Linked DNA regions of Gossypium hirsutum: region 2 is linked to region 1. The links are chromatin contacts, called in public Hi-C maps. All regions are on one chromosome and are shown on one strand. Each heading gives the region's core, a stretch centred on a gene start, on an enhancer-like site or on the middle of the called end of the contact. The rest is flanking DNA. Distances are from core to core; before and after follow the strand shown. Region 1 has its middle 20 kb from the start of LOC121204265. Region 2 has its middle 29 kb from the start of LOC121203754.

Region 1 (7,927 bases), core at 1,581-4,080:
CTTATTTAACAGACTTCCAGACACTAAATTCTTTCTAACTTTTGGTACATAATATACATCATTTAAGGTTAAAACCTTTTCAGAAGTAAATTGTAGTTCAACAGACCCTTTGCCTTTGATTGCTGCGGTGGAAGAATTTCCCATGTACAAGACATTGTCATTTTCACATTGTGTGAACTTTGTGAACATGCTTTTGTCTTTGCACAGATGTTTGGTTGCTCCGGTATCAATCCACTATGTATTATCATCTTGAGCCATATTAATTTCAGATATCATTGCAACGAACTTTTCGTTATTATCAGCCTTAGAAGATGATTTCTTCTTTAAAAATCGACATTCATTCTTGAAATTTCCCGGCTTACCACAATGATAGCATGAGCCCTTTTGTTTCTTTTTGAACTTAGGTGCTCTATCAGTCTGTTTGAACTTTCTCTTGAATGGTTTAGTAGTCTGTACTTCCTCCGTAACATGCACTTTGGCGTTTTCAGAATTTAGATTCTGATCTTGCTTTCGATATTCTTCTTTAATACGAAGATGATTTGCCAAAGCCTCAAGAGATATTTCCTCTTTCTTATATTTTAGACTTTTTTTAAAGTCTTTCCAAGATGGAGGAAGTTTGTCTATTGTAGAAGATACAACAATCATTTCATCTATTTTCAAATCATATTGCTTGAATTGATTCAGCATCTTTTCAATATCACAGAATTGTTCCATAACAGAATGACCATAAACCATTTGATAATTATTGAAACAACTGACAAGAAATTTCTTACTTGCAACATCCTCGATCATGTATCTTGTTTCCAATTTGTCCCATAATTCTTTAGCGGTGACCTCGTTTTGGTAGGTGTCGGACAAACCATCAGATAAACCATTCAATATGTGGCCCATGCACATGTAATCAGTATTGTCCCATTTTTGTCTTTCTCGGGTTGCAGCAACAGATTCGTTTTCAGTCTCGTCAGGTCTTGGAGTATCCAAAACATAAGCAATCTTCAAAGTTGATAATAGGAAGTGCATCTTTTTCTACCATCATCGAAGATTGCCACCATCAAACCGATCAAGTCTGACAAAATTGGAAGCCAACTCCCTTAGTGTTCCACTTTCATGAGTTGTGGTAGACATCATGAATTATAACCTTAAAATTGTTAGTACAAAACTTCGGTGAGGAAAATCTCGAACAGACGAACGGAACTCGAATAAAAGAAGAAATAGGACAAGGCTCTAAGGCGTGTATTAAGCCACTATCTTTAAGGTTATATTCGCCCCCACCTATCTTCAGTGTGCAAACGAGTTCCAAGCAAATTAACCTCGAGGATACAATGAAGCCAATGACTATTTGCGTTTTGCACTGACGAGAATAGTCCACTACACACTGAGCAATATATGACAAGTAACTCAATTTCTATATAGAATTTCTGCAGTAATACTTTATAGAATAATCTAATAATATTAGAAAACGAAGGAAGGAAAGAAAGAATCTTAGAGTTCGATGGTATGATTTCCAAATGAAATCTCATTCCTATTTATAGGAATTTTCATGTCTCTTCATAGAGACATCTTTCATCAATAGGTGTCTTTCTGAATAATAATGTATTTAAAATTATTCATTTAATTATAATTATTCAAATAAAATTATTTAAATAGTTATAATTCTTTTTCAAAAAATCAAACAATATAATCTTTTGATTAATTACACCTATTCATTTATAGTTATTGGAACACTATAAATATTTGAAAATATTCCAACAAGTTGATTCGAATAACTTGATTAACTTAAATAATTCGAACTATTTAATTTAAAATTTAAAATTTTTATCAAGTTTTTCGAATCAAATCAAAATTTACTCACCTTTATTTGAACGCACTTAAGTCTACGCCCTCTTGTATTAACAATAAGCTAATACTCAATTTGCAAGATATCCACAAATCTAAAATAATGTACGAATATTAATTATAGAAAAACATAATAAAAGATGAATACAAATACCTTAGGTGTTTGAATGAATTGTGAGGAGTGAAATCTCATTTCCCAATATAAGATAGGAGCAATTTATATAAAGATGCATACAAATTGTTGATGACAAAAAAGGGTTCATGTTGCCTGTCTTTAGCTATTTGAGACACTTTGCCTGCTCTGCTAATTTCTGGGCTGTTTTGCAGATTGAAAATGAAAGATTTCCCCATCTCACAATTTCCATCAACCAATTGAAGATTTTTAGGAAGGTAAATTCAAGGATTATGTAATTTTTATTTTAAAAATAGTAATAGTGAAATAAAAAGAACGTGAAGTGAAGGGGCATTTGCAGAAAGTAATAAATGAGTGAGGTGAGAAGGCAATGGAAGGTAATGATGACTATTCATAAATAGGTTCAGATGGGGTTGGTAGGTGGCTTTGCTCCTTTCTCTCTGTGTCTCAGCTCAATCAAATGCATGCAAAACCATTACAACCACGACGTGCTTATTTCAGAAACTCAAGGCATTCCTCACACCATCCAATGCGCCTTTGTGTATTTGGATATCACATTTATTATTCATGGTAAAAATAAATATTATTTTTTAAATATTTAAATTTGTTATTTGAGGTTTTATTTAGACATCCAAATCATTATTTACTGATAAAAATAATTTTTAAGTCCTGATCTGATTTGGATTTGAATAAAGAATTAGTAGTTCTAATCATGACATTCCTGCTGGACCATGGCATTAGTTGTAGTGCATGTATGGAGGCCGAATTATATTTTTTGACTAAAGATTTAGATATCCCTGCTCTGCACTGCACTGCGATGCACTGTACTGCACTGCCAATGCCATGGGTGGCCCCTTAAATGTAATTAGAGAAGGCATGTGGCACGTAGTATAAATAATAAATAAGAGGGGGGGACCATTTGAGATTGACCTAACAATGCAAAAACCTCTCCGTTCTGAGACTGCCGCAGTTAATACATACATACATACTATAAGACATGGGAATTAGGGAATTACAGTAGCTTTTGCTATTGCTTTTTTCTTTATATGAGTTTGGGAAGTGCAAAGAGAGGGACAAAACGGATGGTCAAACTATGTGGTACATTGCTGCTACTCTCCCATTTGGCATTTGTATCTAACCCTCTTAGGCCTACGGTCTTGTTTTTTTGTTATTTCCTTTTCTTTTCTGCCCTATTGGAGAAAAATATTTTATAGTGTTTGGTAGGTACGTAAACCTATCTATGGGTTTTGAGAAAATAAAACCCTATCTATGGGTTAGATAAAATTCCTTGTTCTAACGTTAATCTTTTATAATTAAAGTTAAAACGGTTAAATTAATTTTTACATATTAGATTAAATAATAAATTAAATTTTTTAGTTAAAATTTTTATTTATTTTAAAATTTAATATGATTGGTAGAATAATTAAATAGTAATATGTAACATGTTATGTACACTTTATGATTTTTAACATAGAAATGGATGTAATTTTTAATAAAATGATCAATTTATTTTTTTTAACGTATAAAAATAATTTTTTAATTTCATGAATAAAGAAAATAAAATACAATCTAACTTTTAATATTAGTATTCCTATATTATTTCTATGAAAAAGTGATAATTTAAAATCCCAAACTCACTTTTATTTATTGCTAAAAAAATTAAATGAATTTGGATGCACTATCAAATTTCAATTTAAGATTTTTCTAGCTTTTCCTTTTCATAAGAAGATCAAAGGGTATCTCAAGATTTACTTAGATTTTAATTCTCTATTTTAGCAATATATTTGCTCACTTTGTCTTGATACATGGCTTTATAAAAAAAATCTCATGATATTAAACCTAGATGGAAAAATACCCAAGCTTCTAAGGAAGTAGGAATAGGGAGATTAAGTATAAAATATTTCTATTTTCTACTACCATTTCTCATTAAACGATATCTGTCAAAAAACTTGTAACGATAATATTTTAATTTAATATAAGTTTGAAAATTGAAAAGTTGCAAAACATTTATTTTTTTAAAGTAAAAAAACATTCTTTAATTTCAAAGAAATTAAGAAGAGAGAAAAGGAAGCATTTACTAACAAAACAAGCACAGAAAACGACACATCAACCAAATCCCTTCGTATTACTTTGATAAACTTATGGCACACAAGACTGAGACTGTATATAAATAGATAAGTTTAAGGAGCTTTTTCTCATCTTTCATGGCACTGTTTCCACTTCCTCCATATCCATTTTCTACTGACCAGTCCAAAAAGTCTTAACCCTTCTTCATTGGCTTTCCGAGCCATAAGCTCCTATCAATGGCTCAACGACGCCCATTGCCACCCTTGATCATGGACCTGACCATCGCAGTTCGTCCGCCAGGTCATCAACATCCTAGCTCAAGAAAAGTAGATTTCATGTTATGAAGTCCATGGCAATATCTCTCCTGAGCTTATTCTTCTTATATCTTTTCTTCTATTCTCGAAACTCTTTGATGATTATTCGAGTTTTCTTGACCTTGCAAGTCCGTAAGTAAGGTAAAATTGTTCTTGATCACTTTAAGAATTTTCAAGAGACTCTGAGCATAAAATTTCCATCAAAGGTTCGAGAAAGTTCTTATCTATCTTCTATCCCTCCTGAGCTGTCTCTTCTCTTCGTCTCATTTCTCTTTATTCTAGCTAGGGTTATCTTTTATCAACTGTTTAAGTTTTTAGCTTAAAAGTATTTCTAAATGCAATTGGATTATCCGAATAAAATTTATGAGCTTACAATGTACGTGGTTGTTGAAAGAAATATGTATTTGCCAATTTTAGTTTTCTTTACAATTTTTTTTGTAGTTTTTTTAATATTCTATGTATTTACTAAAGAAAAAGAAAAAAGAAAACATCCTACGAAGCAATATCAAAGAAGAAAATGTAAAGGAAAAAGATTAATTTACAGAACATCCTTGAAAAAAGATGACATATGAACAATGGAATTAGGACTAAAGGAATCTTTGGTTCATGGTGAGATTCAACTCTATATTGTTGGATACATGCACTTAATAGTGAGATCGTAAATTAAAAACCCTGGGTTCATTAACACATGGTTGCATATGATGAAGTTGTGTCTTAAAAAAGACTGGATGATCCGACTTACTAGCATCTCATAACCTTAGTGTGCTATTCGTAGATGCATGCATAACAGCAAATTGGTTTCCACAAAAGAATTTCGCACAGGAGACTGTTTTCTTGGTGCACAATAAACACATGAAATGGACTACTGATGTTTTCTTAAATTATAGCAGTGGATACGATAAGGCAACAAAATTTCATAATAATAATTATTCTTACAACAAATTTGGGAGGAAATGGGTACACATCGCTCAAATCTTGGTGTTAATATCAGCTTACAATAATTTTCCAGGTACAACTGTGATTTTATTAACTTCAATAGTTTTTGGGTTCTTTTCTCCTACAGAAAAATAGTACCGATTTAGCAATGACAAAGCTGGAAAGATTAATAAAAGCGCAGCAATGCAAAGTGAAAGTTTGCAATATAAAGTGAATTTCAACTTCCAACATATATTTATTCAAAACTCCCCTTGCTAGTTGTGTGTATACATAGAGATACTAGGGAGCTCCAACCTAATAACAACAAAAAATTGAACACCCCAAGTTATTTACTATTATACTGTTAACTAGTTGATACCTTCAGTAATATTAAGTATAAATATTTGTACTTATTTTTAGTCTTCATGAGATTTATTATACAAAATTGCATATATACTAATAATTTATTAAAACAGCCTATGAATCTATTGCGCCTTCAAATACGAATAATGATCCCATTTGGAAAATTTTTTGGAGATGCCGCAAAGGATCGATTATTTCTTTGGTTGGGCTGTAATAACAAGTTGCTTATTTGAATATGGATTCTTTACAACATTGATTTGTATCGTATTTCTTTGAATAGAAGTATGGTAAAAGTTTGGTAGCCAATTTCATGGTTCCCTCCTTTGTATGTATGGAAATGAATGTGGATGGCGCCTGTAAACTTGGTACTAATTTAGCATCAGCTGGCGGTGTTATTAGAGACTCCAATGGTAGATGGCTTTGGGGTTGTGGTTGTAACATTGGCTTATGTAAGTCGTATGAGGTAGAGTTGTTTTGGGGGGGGATCTTCGATGGAATCCACCAAGCTTGGAACGGTGGAGGCCACCGCATCAGTGGATTGGATTTACATTTTAAAATTTTAAAAGTATATCATTATTTAATTTATTGACAAAACTTTATGATGAATCTTTCACATTCATTTTATGGTTTATAAAAAATAATTCTTTCGAGGTTGATTGTAAAAAACTCTAACTCAAGTCGACGAGAACTTTGATTAAATTGAATTACATGAGATACCTATGACCATCTCTACTAACTGAGAGTCTGTTTATCTCAAGGTCACCTAAAGGCTAACCTAAAATGAATTTTTTGACTAACTGGTTGGATTTGTCTAGGTTCCATACTTTACTGCTTATGCTATCCAACGTTCTCACCAAGACCATATATGGCCAGAATTACCATATTTCAATCATAACTAACAACCCACCATGTAATATATACATATATACATCTTATTCCTTAAGAAGAATGCTTAAAAGCCAAGCAAACCCTCCATATATATATACACATATCATTCCAAGCATGACCATGGGGCCTATATGACCTTAATTACACACCAAAAACAAGAACCTAACATGTTTCTTATCACATCTAAGAGTACATACATGCCACAATTATAGGGAGCAAAATTGAAGGGGAAATAAATACTTTCAAAATGAAAGAACCCCTAAATTGACCTAGCAGTGCGAATGTCCCATCCTCGCCTGGATTGATAATTTACTATGCACGGAGACAACAAACCGCCAGCTGAATTTTTCTCAAGCTCAGTAATGCTCATACAAGTTTAAAATAATACAATGAACAGACCAATGCAACCAAAAGACATAAAATTCATATTAAACAACTGCTACCATAACTGTACATTTTACTATATTTAGACATCGAATATCTTTAAACTTGCATTTAATTTATTGCTCAATCTTTTAGATTAGCTATTTAAACAGTGATACAATTTAAACTATTTCTTTGTTTATTTTAACAACTTAAGATCATCTCAAACATCATAATTTGTAATTTTCTCTATCTCAAAATCTTTTTTTTTTTTGAAAAATAGTCGACTTTTTATTTTGAAAATGGAAACGAAAAATGGGAGTCGTCACCAATTTTTTTTTGTTTAGGTGTAATCGGATCACCTTGTAATTTGATTGTTTTAATAAAATGTTTTGTTTTACTAAAACAGCGATTTTGGTCTACGAAATTTGAGAAATCGGGTTTGGGGGTCAATTACGTACGAGGAAAGATTAGCACTCTCGTAACGCCCAAAATTGGTATCTAATTGATTAATTAATATCTTAATGTCGAAAGTTGAAAATCCGTAAAGAATTTTAAAAATACGATCCTTCTTTTTTATTAATGTTAATTTTACAAAAAATGTTTGGGTAAATCAAAGCGGATGCTAAAGACCTTCTTGTCCTGAAGTAATAAAATATCACATCCAGTACGTTAGGACACGACATTTTAAACCCTCGAGAATAAGCTTGTCTTTTGATTTTTAAAACTCATGCATTTTAATTTTAAAAGGTTATTCGGTCATTTGGATCAAATAAGAAAAATCGAAATCCAGTATGTTAGGGCATGATCTCTCAAATTTCCAAACACAGAATATTACCTTTATTAAAGAATCCATTTTTTATGAATTTTAGGGTAAAAATTAATGCAATATTTAAAAGAGGGTATGTGAATAAAATATTATATTTATGGATGACAAAAATATCAATATGCTAATGAACGGTTTATTATTCGTAATAACAATAATCATATAATACAATTTAACACCAATATTAACAATCAAGATTAATGAAATAAATAAATAAATAAT
Region 2 (7,927 bases), core at 4,664-7,163, 85 kb after region 1:
ATCTCGCATGTTGCTTCATGCCCAAGAGCTGAAAATTATTAAAGGCGTTCGGGCTAGTAGGCAGGGCCCTAGGATTAACCATCTTTTTTTCGCTGATGATGCGCTTTTGTTTGTCAAGAATAACCAAAAGGAGGTGGAGGCTTTCACTGCAATTCTGGAATCGTTCGAGAGAATGTCGGGCCAGAGGGTCAATTTGGACAAATCCATGGTTTACTTCAGTCCTAACACTCCTGCTTCTCAGCAAGTGACCTTGAGTGGTTTGCTAAAAATAAAGGTGGTGCCAAATTTGGATGGTTACCTTGGTCTCCCTATCTCGATTGGGAAGAATAAGTCAGCAGCTTTTCAGGGTATTATTTATTGGGTGGCCAAAAGGATTCATGGTTGGTCAAAAAGGTTATTGTCTAACGGTGGCAAGGAAATTTTTGTCAAGTCCATTCTTTAGTCTATTCCTACCTACGCGTTCTCGGTGTTTTTTGCTCTTGATGGTGTCCTTGAGGAGATCCAAGCTTTGATCAGACGCGTTTGGTGGGGGGGAAAGGATAATAATAGGGGTTGGAACATGATGGCTTGGGAATGGTTGTGCCATCCAAAAGGGATGGGGGGTCTTGGCTTTAGGGACCTCCGCCGGTTTAATGTGGCTCTCCTTGGTCGGCAAGTCTGGCGTCTTATAAATTGCAAGGAGACGCTTTGTTTCAAGGTGCTGAGTGCTAAGTACTTTCTCGATGGTGATGTTTTTAATCCCAAGAGCATGGACAAACCCTCCTATACTTGGCACAGTATTGCTAAGGTAGCTAGCATGCTGAATGCGGGTTTTGGGTGGAATGTTGGTAACGGCAGGAGTATTGATATTTGGCACGACAAGTGGGGTTTTGAGGGGCTGGCTGGTGACTCCATTCGGTTTGACAAGAGGTGGATCCAGGAGAATAACGTGAGTGAGCTTTTGATGGAGAGCGGGGACGGCTGGCAGGAGACTAGGGTCAAGGAGATTTACGGCGATTATTTGGGGGACCAGATTTGTAAAATTCCCATTATTCATAATGGTCCGGACGATAGGCTTATTTGGTTCCACAACCCTCACGGTTCTTACACGACAAAATTCTGCATATTCTTGGTTGACCCTTAAGCACGTAGGGTATGGTCCTCACCGAGTCTTTTGGCGACTTACGTGGAAGCTTCAAACCCTCCCTAAGATTAGAATTTTTTGCTGGCGGCTGGGCCACGAGCATCTTCCTACAAATGAAAAAATAGCTTGCATTCGGAGTGGCTTCGATAGTACTTGCCCGAGGTGCGGTGTGGAGAAGGAGACCCTGATTCACGCTTTAAAAAACTGTCCGAAGGCTCGTGCAGTGTTAGAGTATGGTGGGCTTAATAATACCTTGCTGGAGCGAGATTACGTTCGGTGCAGTGACTGGATTGAAGGAGCGGCGCGTCTGTTGGATAAGAAGGCCCTGTCTGACTTCATTATTGTCTTGTGGAACATTTGGAACAGCAGGAATAATCGTATTTTTCGTGGAGAAGACGAGGTAGCCAAGACGACTTGGGAGAGAGCCGCTTTGTTGAGCCATGATTTCCGTATTTTCAATCTGCTGAATGAGCCTGTTTTGCCGCGTAAGGTTGAGAAAAAAGTCTGGAGAAAACCTGAGCAGGGTTGGATAAAAATGAATTTCAATGCCTCAGCCAAAGGCCAAAGAATGTATTTTGGGTTGGTGGCTCGAGACTTTGATGGCTTTGTCTTGGGTGGAAGGATGGGCGTGGTGGACAATGAGGGACATAGTGATTGGGCGGTGCTGTTGGCACTGGAAGAGAGTATCCATTTTGCCCGGTCAACGGGATGGAATACAGTGGAGCTAGAGACAGATTGCGCCAGTATTCTTAACCGCTATAATAAGAGGGGCAGTGACTTGACGACTTTCGGCCATTGCATGCATAGGATTCACTCTGAGCTAGTTCTGTTTAGTAGTTTTACTTTTAACTGGGCTCCGTGTTGTTGTAATAAAGTTACGAATAAACTTTGTTCTTTGGCTTTGACCAATTTTTGTACTTTGGATTTTAACATGGATTATCCTGCCGATATTCATGAGTTGGTTTTCAATGATGCAATAAAATAAGGTTGACCTGCGGGTCGTTTTCTATCAAAAAAAAAGAATGTCGCCTCGTAGCTGGTAGCCTGGTAGCAGCGCCTGGTAGCGTGTTTTTTCTCCAAGAATTGGGCGATTTCTGTTCTTGTTTTTGTGTGTGTGTCTGCCTTATTCGGTTGAATGTTATTGCAGTTGGGGTGGGTTCTGAGTGTGTTTCGTTTGTTTATGTGGATTGTTTTTGAGTTTTGTTATCGTTTTGCTTTGGATGGTTGCTGTACGGTGCCTTTACTTTGATGCGATAGGCTTCTGGCGGTGTTCCTGGTCTGACAAGACGTTTCCTGCAGAGCTTTTGCTTCTTTCTTTACGGTGACTTTTGTCCGTTTTACTTTTCATTGGTTTTTGTTTCTTCATTTGGTATTGTATTTATGTTTATTGAAATTTGTGCTTGAATGCTGGTTAGTGCGCTGGGGGCCACACGGTGGCCGGGTTCTTTTCCTTATTGCGACTTTTCCTCGTTCTTTTTTATGCATCCGCATGAAAGTGGGTTTTTCTTTATTTCTCAACGTACAAAGTGCATGTTTCATGCTTGCAGGGTTCTACGTATTTTGTGTCATGTTTAGTGATCTTTATTAAGCTGATCGCTTTCTTTTTTCCAATGGTGTTTTCTTTATTGCTCTTGCTGGGTTGTCGCCTTTTCCGTGGCTGTCTTTTGCTTGTTCAGATGTCGAGATATCGCATGGTTTCTGTATGCTGAGGGTTATCCTGTTGATTCGTTTATTTTGGTTGGTTTCTTTCGGGTTTTTCGCAAAGCTTGGTTTCTCTGTTTTTTTCCTTTGTACAGGTTTGTTTCTTGGGGAGTGCCTCTCGTCTTTTCCTTTGGGAGCTGGGCTTCCACTGGTGGGTGCCATCTCTGCATGATTTATGTTCCTTGGGCTGTGTTGTTCGGTTTTCTTGCTCGAGCGCTGATTCCCTGGGTCGGCGGGTTGGCTTTCCTGCGAGCCCACCTTCTTTCTTTCTGGTTGGTCTTGGTTTCTTGGTTGTTCTTTGACGGAAGATCGAAGATCTTCAAGTTCAAGCTTTACGGGGTGATTTATCATCTCTTTTCTTGACGCATCAAGGGTTTCGAAAAGGGATAAGCTCTTTCTTTGTCCTGGCGATTTTAGCGTTTCAAAGGATAAAGATACGTGGGGGAGAAAAACCAATGAAGATTCTCTGCTGGAACTGCCGTGGGATTGGTAACCCAGCGACAGTCCGTGAATTAAAGCAAATGTCGTTGCTAATGACCCTGATATAGTCTTCCTTAGTGAAACAAAAATTAATGCTAATAAATTCTCTTCTGTTCGCAGTAGGTGTAAAATGGAAGGATGCTTGGCTGTTAACGCGAACGGCAAAAGTGGTGGACTGGTCATGATGAGGAAGGAAAGTGATAAGGTCAAAGTTCAAACATATTCCAGTAATCACATTGACTCGATAATCAAGCTGGAGAATGACAATCCCATTCGGTTCACGGGATTCTATGGAAATGCCGAACCAAACAAAAGACAGTGCTCGTGGAATATGCTGAGAAGGGTGGGTCAGTCTGTTGCGGAGAAATGGATCATTGGGGGTGATTTCAATGCTATTCTCGACAATGCGGAAAAAGAGGGGGGTAGGAGAAAGCCAAGTGCTCTAATGGAGGACTTTCGGGAGGTTGTCGATGAGCTCTCAATGGTTGATTTGAAAACTGATAATGGATGGTTTACCTGGGTTAATAACAGGGATGGTACGGCGTTGGTTAAGGAGAGACTTGACCGGTTTTTAATGTCTGCTAATGATGTGGCGAGGTTCCCCTTTATGGAAACCAAGGTGATCCGTCAATCTACTTCAGACCATGATGCCATCATTTTAGATACTGAAGGACGGAAGCTGAGAGATAGACATAGAGATCCTAGGCTTTGTTTTAAATACGACGTTTGCTGGGCTAAAGATGTGGAAGCAAAGAAAATCATCAAGGAAGCGTGGCAGAAATGTTCCAAGGATATAATGGGAAAGATCGAGATGGTGGGTAAAAAGTTTGGTGGATGGCAATATAAGAAGCTTAAACAAATGCGTAACCAGATGGGTACCCTGCAGGTAAATATAAACAACGTCATTGATCGCCAGGGGGGTACGTATGCGAGTAATAAGCTCAAAGCTTTGAGAATAAAGCTGGGCAAGCTGTTGGATGAAGAGGAGAAATATTGGGCCCAGCGCTCTAGGATCCAATGGTTAAAAGAAGGGGATAGGAATACCCGGTTTTTTCATGTGAGAGCCACAAACAGAAGGAAAAAAAATAACATTACTAGGCTTAAAGACATGGATGGTTACTGGAAAAAGAACACGACGGATATCAGCAAGGCGATCAGAGAGTATTGTCAAAAGTTATTCAAATCCAATTTAAATTCTAATACTATGCTAAACCTTGATTATGTTGAGAGCTGTATTACAGGTGAAGAAAATGACAGATTGCTGAAGGACTTTACGGAAAACGAAATTAAGGAAGCGTTCAGTCAAATGGATCCTAGGAAAGCTCCGGGAATTGACGGTTTGTCGGGGAATTTTTTTAAAGAAAACTGGGAAGTGGTGGGGGAAGATATTATTAAGCTGTGTCATGATATTCTTAGGGGTGTTAAAAATGTGGATTGTATAAATGATACTATTATTTTTCTAATCCCTAAAATTAAAGAGCCGGTGGATATAACTAATTTTAGGCCGATCAGTCTTTGTAGGATGGTGTATAAAATCGTTGCCAAAGTGCTTGCAAATCGTTTGAAGGAAACACTCCCGTCATGCATTAGCCAAAATCAGAGTGCTTTTGTTTCGGGGAGGATGATCCACGACAACATTTTAATTGCCCATCAGTTAGTCCATTATCTCCAAAGTACAAAGAACGGGCCAAAAAAGGGGTTCGTAATTAAGCTCGATATGAGCAAAGCGTACGATCGAGTGGAGTGGCAATTTATTGAAGAGGTGATGAAGAAAATGGGCTACGCAAATGAATAGGTGACTAAAATAATGAGATGCGTTCGGTCGGTCCGTTATGTTGTCAAATGCAATTCTACCCTCTCCGAGACGATTGCACCGAAAAGAGGCTTAAGACAAGGGGATCCTCTATCTCCTTACCTTTTTTTATTTTGCATGGAAGCGTTTTCAAAAATGTTAATTCGTGCACAAAAAAACAATGTGCTTAAGGGAATTCGTGCTAGCATAAATGGGCCTCGTATTAATCACCTTTTTTTGCCGATGATGCACTCCTTTTTATTCGTAATAAAAAAAAGGATGTGGAGGAAATTGTGAATATTATTTCAAACTTCAATTGTGATTCGGGTCAAGAGGTTAATAAAGATAAATCTATGATTATGTTTAGCCCGAATACTCCGTTGGCCCAAAGGCAACTATTTAACTCCATGCTTGGCATGCGTATTGTTGATAAGCTAGATAGTTACTTAGGGTTACCGTTACCTGTTAGTAGAAAAAAATCATTAGCTTTTACTAACATTATTAATCGTTGCAATTGCAGAATAAATAGCTGGTCAAAACGTTTATTATCTTACGGAGGGAAAGAGGTTTTTATCAAAGCCATTGTTCAAGCTATTCCAACGTATGCTTTCTCTGTTTTTCTGGCCCCTAAAGGCATTATCGAAGATCTTCATTCAAAATTGGGACAGATGTGGTGGAATAATAAAGACAAAGCACGGGGGTGGGCAATGATAACCTGGGAAAAATTGTGTTATCCGAAGGGAATGGGAGGCATGGGCTTTCGGGATTTACATCTGTTCAATTTGGCTCTACTTGGCAGACAGGTTTGGAGGCTTATGACCCAACAGGACACGTTATGCTTCAAAGTGTCAAGTGCCAAGTATTTCCCGGATGGGGACGTGTTTAGATACAAACAGAGTGATAAACTATCTTTCACTTGGAAGAGCATAGCCAAGGCGGTTGATGCGCTAAAAGACGGTTTTATATGGCACGTGGGCGATGGAAATAAGATTGATCTTAGACGGGACCATTGGGGGGTTGAAGGCATTATAGGAGAGTCGGTGTGTTGGTCTCCTTTTGCTAATAATGAGAGAAAGGTCAAAGATTTGTGGGACCACGAAAATAGGAGGTGGAAACGGGAGAGGGTGGTTGAGATTTATGGTGATACTTTGGGGGACTGCATTTGCAATTTGCCCATTTCTCATAATGGCATCAAAGATACCAGGACGTGGATTCAAAACCCGCACGGCATTTATACTACCAAATCGGCGTACTCCTGGATGATTCTTAGGAAAGTTGGTTTCGGTCCCCATAGATTTTTTTGGCGCTCCATATGGAAATTAAAGATGCTCCCAAAGATTAAAATTTTTAGCTGGAGAATTGGTCACAATATCCTCCCAACTTTTGATAATATTGCTCGTATTCGCCAGGGGTTTAATAATACCTGTCCGAGATGCCAAAACAGAGAAGAGACGCTGATTCATACGATGAAAGACTGCTCCAAGGCTCGTGAAGTCCTTGTCGCTGGAGGTTTAAATAATAGATTGCTGGAAGGGGATTACATTAACTGTATCGACTGGCTCGAAGATGTGTTTCGTGAGCTCGATAATAAAGCTGCTGCTGACTTCTTAACCCTTCTCTGGAACAGCTGGAATGATAGAAACAATATGGTTTTTAATGGGAAGATGGATGCCGCGGTGATGATTTGGGAAAGGGCAAGTACTTTAAGTAAAGATTTTAGAATCTTTAAGTTCACTGAACCTCCGGTCTTCTCCCCGATTCAGACGAACGAGAGCTGGGAAAAGCCTCCAAATGGCTATATCGAAGTGAATGTTGACGCTGCGGTTTCGAAAGGATGCAGTGGATTTGGCGCAATCGCTAGAGACCACGATGGTTTTGTCCTGGGGGATGCTATAAATTCAGGGAAGAAACTTTGGACGTTGGTTGGGCTGAGCTGGAGGCGTTTAAAGAAGGAATAAAGTTAGCCGAAAACTTAAATTTGACCCAGCTAATTCTGGAATCTGACAGCGCTGTATTGGTCAACAAGGTTAATAAGAGGACGCAGGATATTACCAACTTGAGCCAGCGTATTAAGCAAGTGTGCGAAGCCTTTAAAAATTTTCATTCGGTCCAAATTATTTGGTTAAATCGGAATAGAAATACTGTAGCTGATTATTTGTGTAAATTAGCTATTCGAATAAGTGTGATGTGTATTTTGATATGGATTATCCTTTGGATATCCATAATATTATTCTTAAAGATGCTATAAAATGAGGTAGACCTTTGGGTTGTTTTTCTTTAAAAAAAAAAAGAATGTTGCCTGGTAGCAAATTGACGAAGTTTTTTTTAGCTCTTTAAGGGGTAGAGATCCGCTGTCCCCCGACGTGGCCCCTCCTCGAACCCGAGGTGGGGTGCGTCCGCAGCCCCCATGGGGTCGGATAGTCCCGCAATGACTCACCAACGGTGGTGGGTCAATCGCCGGCGCTAGTGGCCGGGGTGATGATTTTCCGGCCGGTCAAGCCCGTGCCCATAGAAATGTAGCCAACGACTCGAAGACCAGGTTCCCTATATTGGGCAAAGATCTCTTGGGGTGGCTTACAGGTTGGTAATGGCGAGAAGATAAATATTCGGGCTGATAATTGGGGAATGGAAGGTCTTAATGGGGACGTGGTCATAAGCAATATTTTAAACCAGAATGTAAACAGTGTGAAAGATCTTTGGCACGTGGATAATAGAAGTTGGGATGTGAATATAGTTAAGCAAGTGTATGGGCCGGACTGGGGTGATAAGATTTGCGATATCCCGATTGGAGATGTGGGTCAGGAAGACAAGATAATCTGGTTTCACAATAC

What was found. A called contact is a pair of places that touch in the nucleus more often than the background predicts.
Region 2: a Hi-C map of leaf shows a contact between it and region 1, with 1.6 times the contacts expected there. The contact joins two enhancer-like sites. A contact is called at or near these places in 2 of 34 Hi-C or Micro-C datasets (both in leaf).

Annotation. Positions count from the first base shown.
Region 1 is chrA07:87,903,016-87,910,942 of Gossypium_hirsutum_v2.1, forward strand. No RefSeq gene overlaps it. Among protein-coding and RNA genes, the nearest start is that of LOC121204265, 20 kb to the left of the region's middle. Within about 2 kb of position 2,831, at least 1 of the 9 cell types and tissues checked has an H3K27ac peak or open chromatin away from gene starts, as enhancers often do. A contact at or near this core is called in leaf, where this site is marked.
Region 2 is chrA07:87,985,143-87,993,069 of Gossypium_hirsutum_v2.1, forward strand. No RefSeq gene overlaps it. Among protein-coding and RNA genes, the nearest start is that of LOC121203754, 29 kb to the right of the region's middle. Within about 2 kb of position 5,914, at least 2 of the 9 cell types and tissues checked have an H3K27ac peak or open chromatin away from gene starts, as enhancers often do. A contact at or near this core is called in leaf, where this site is marked.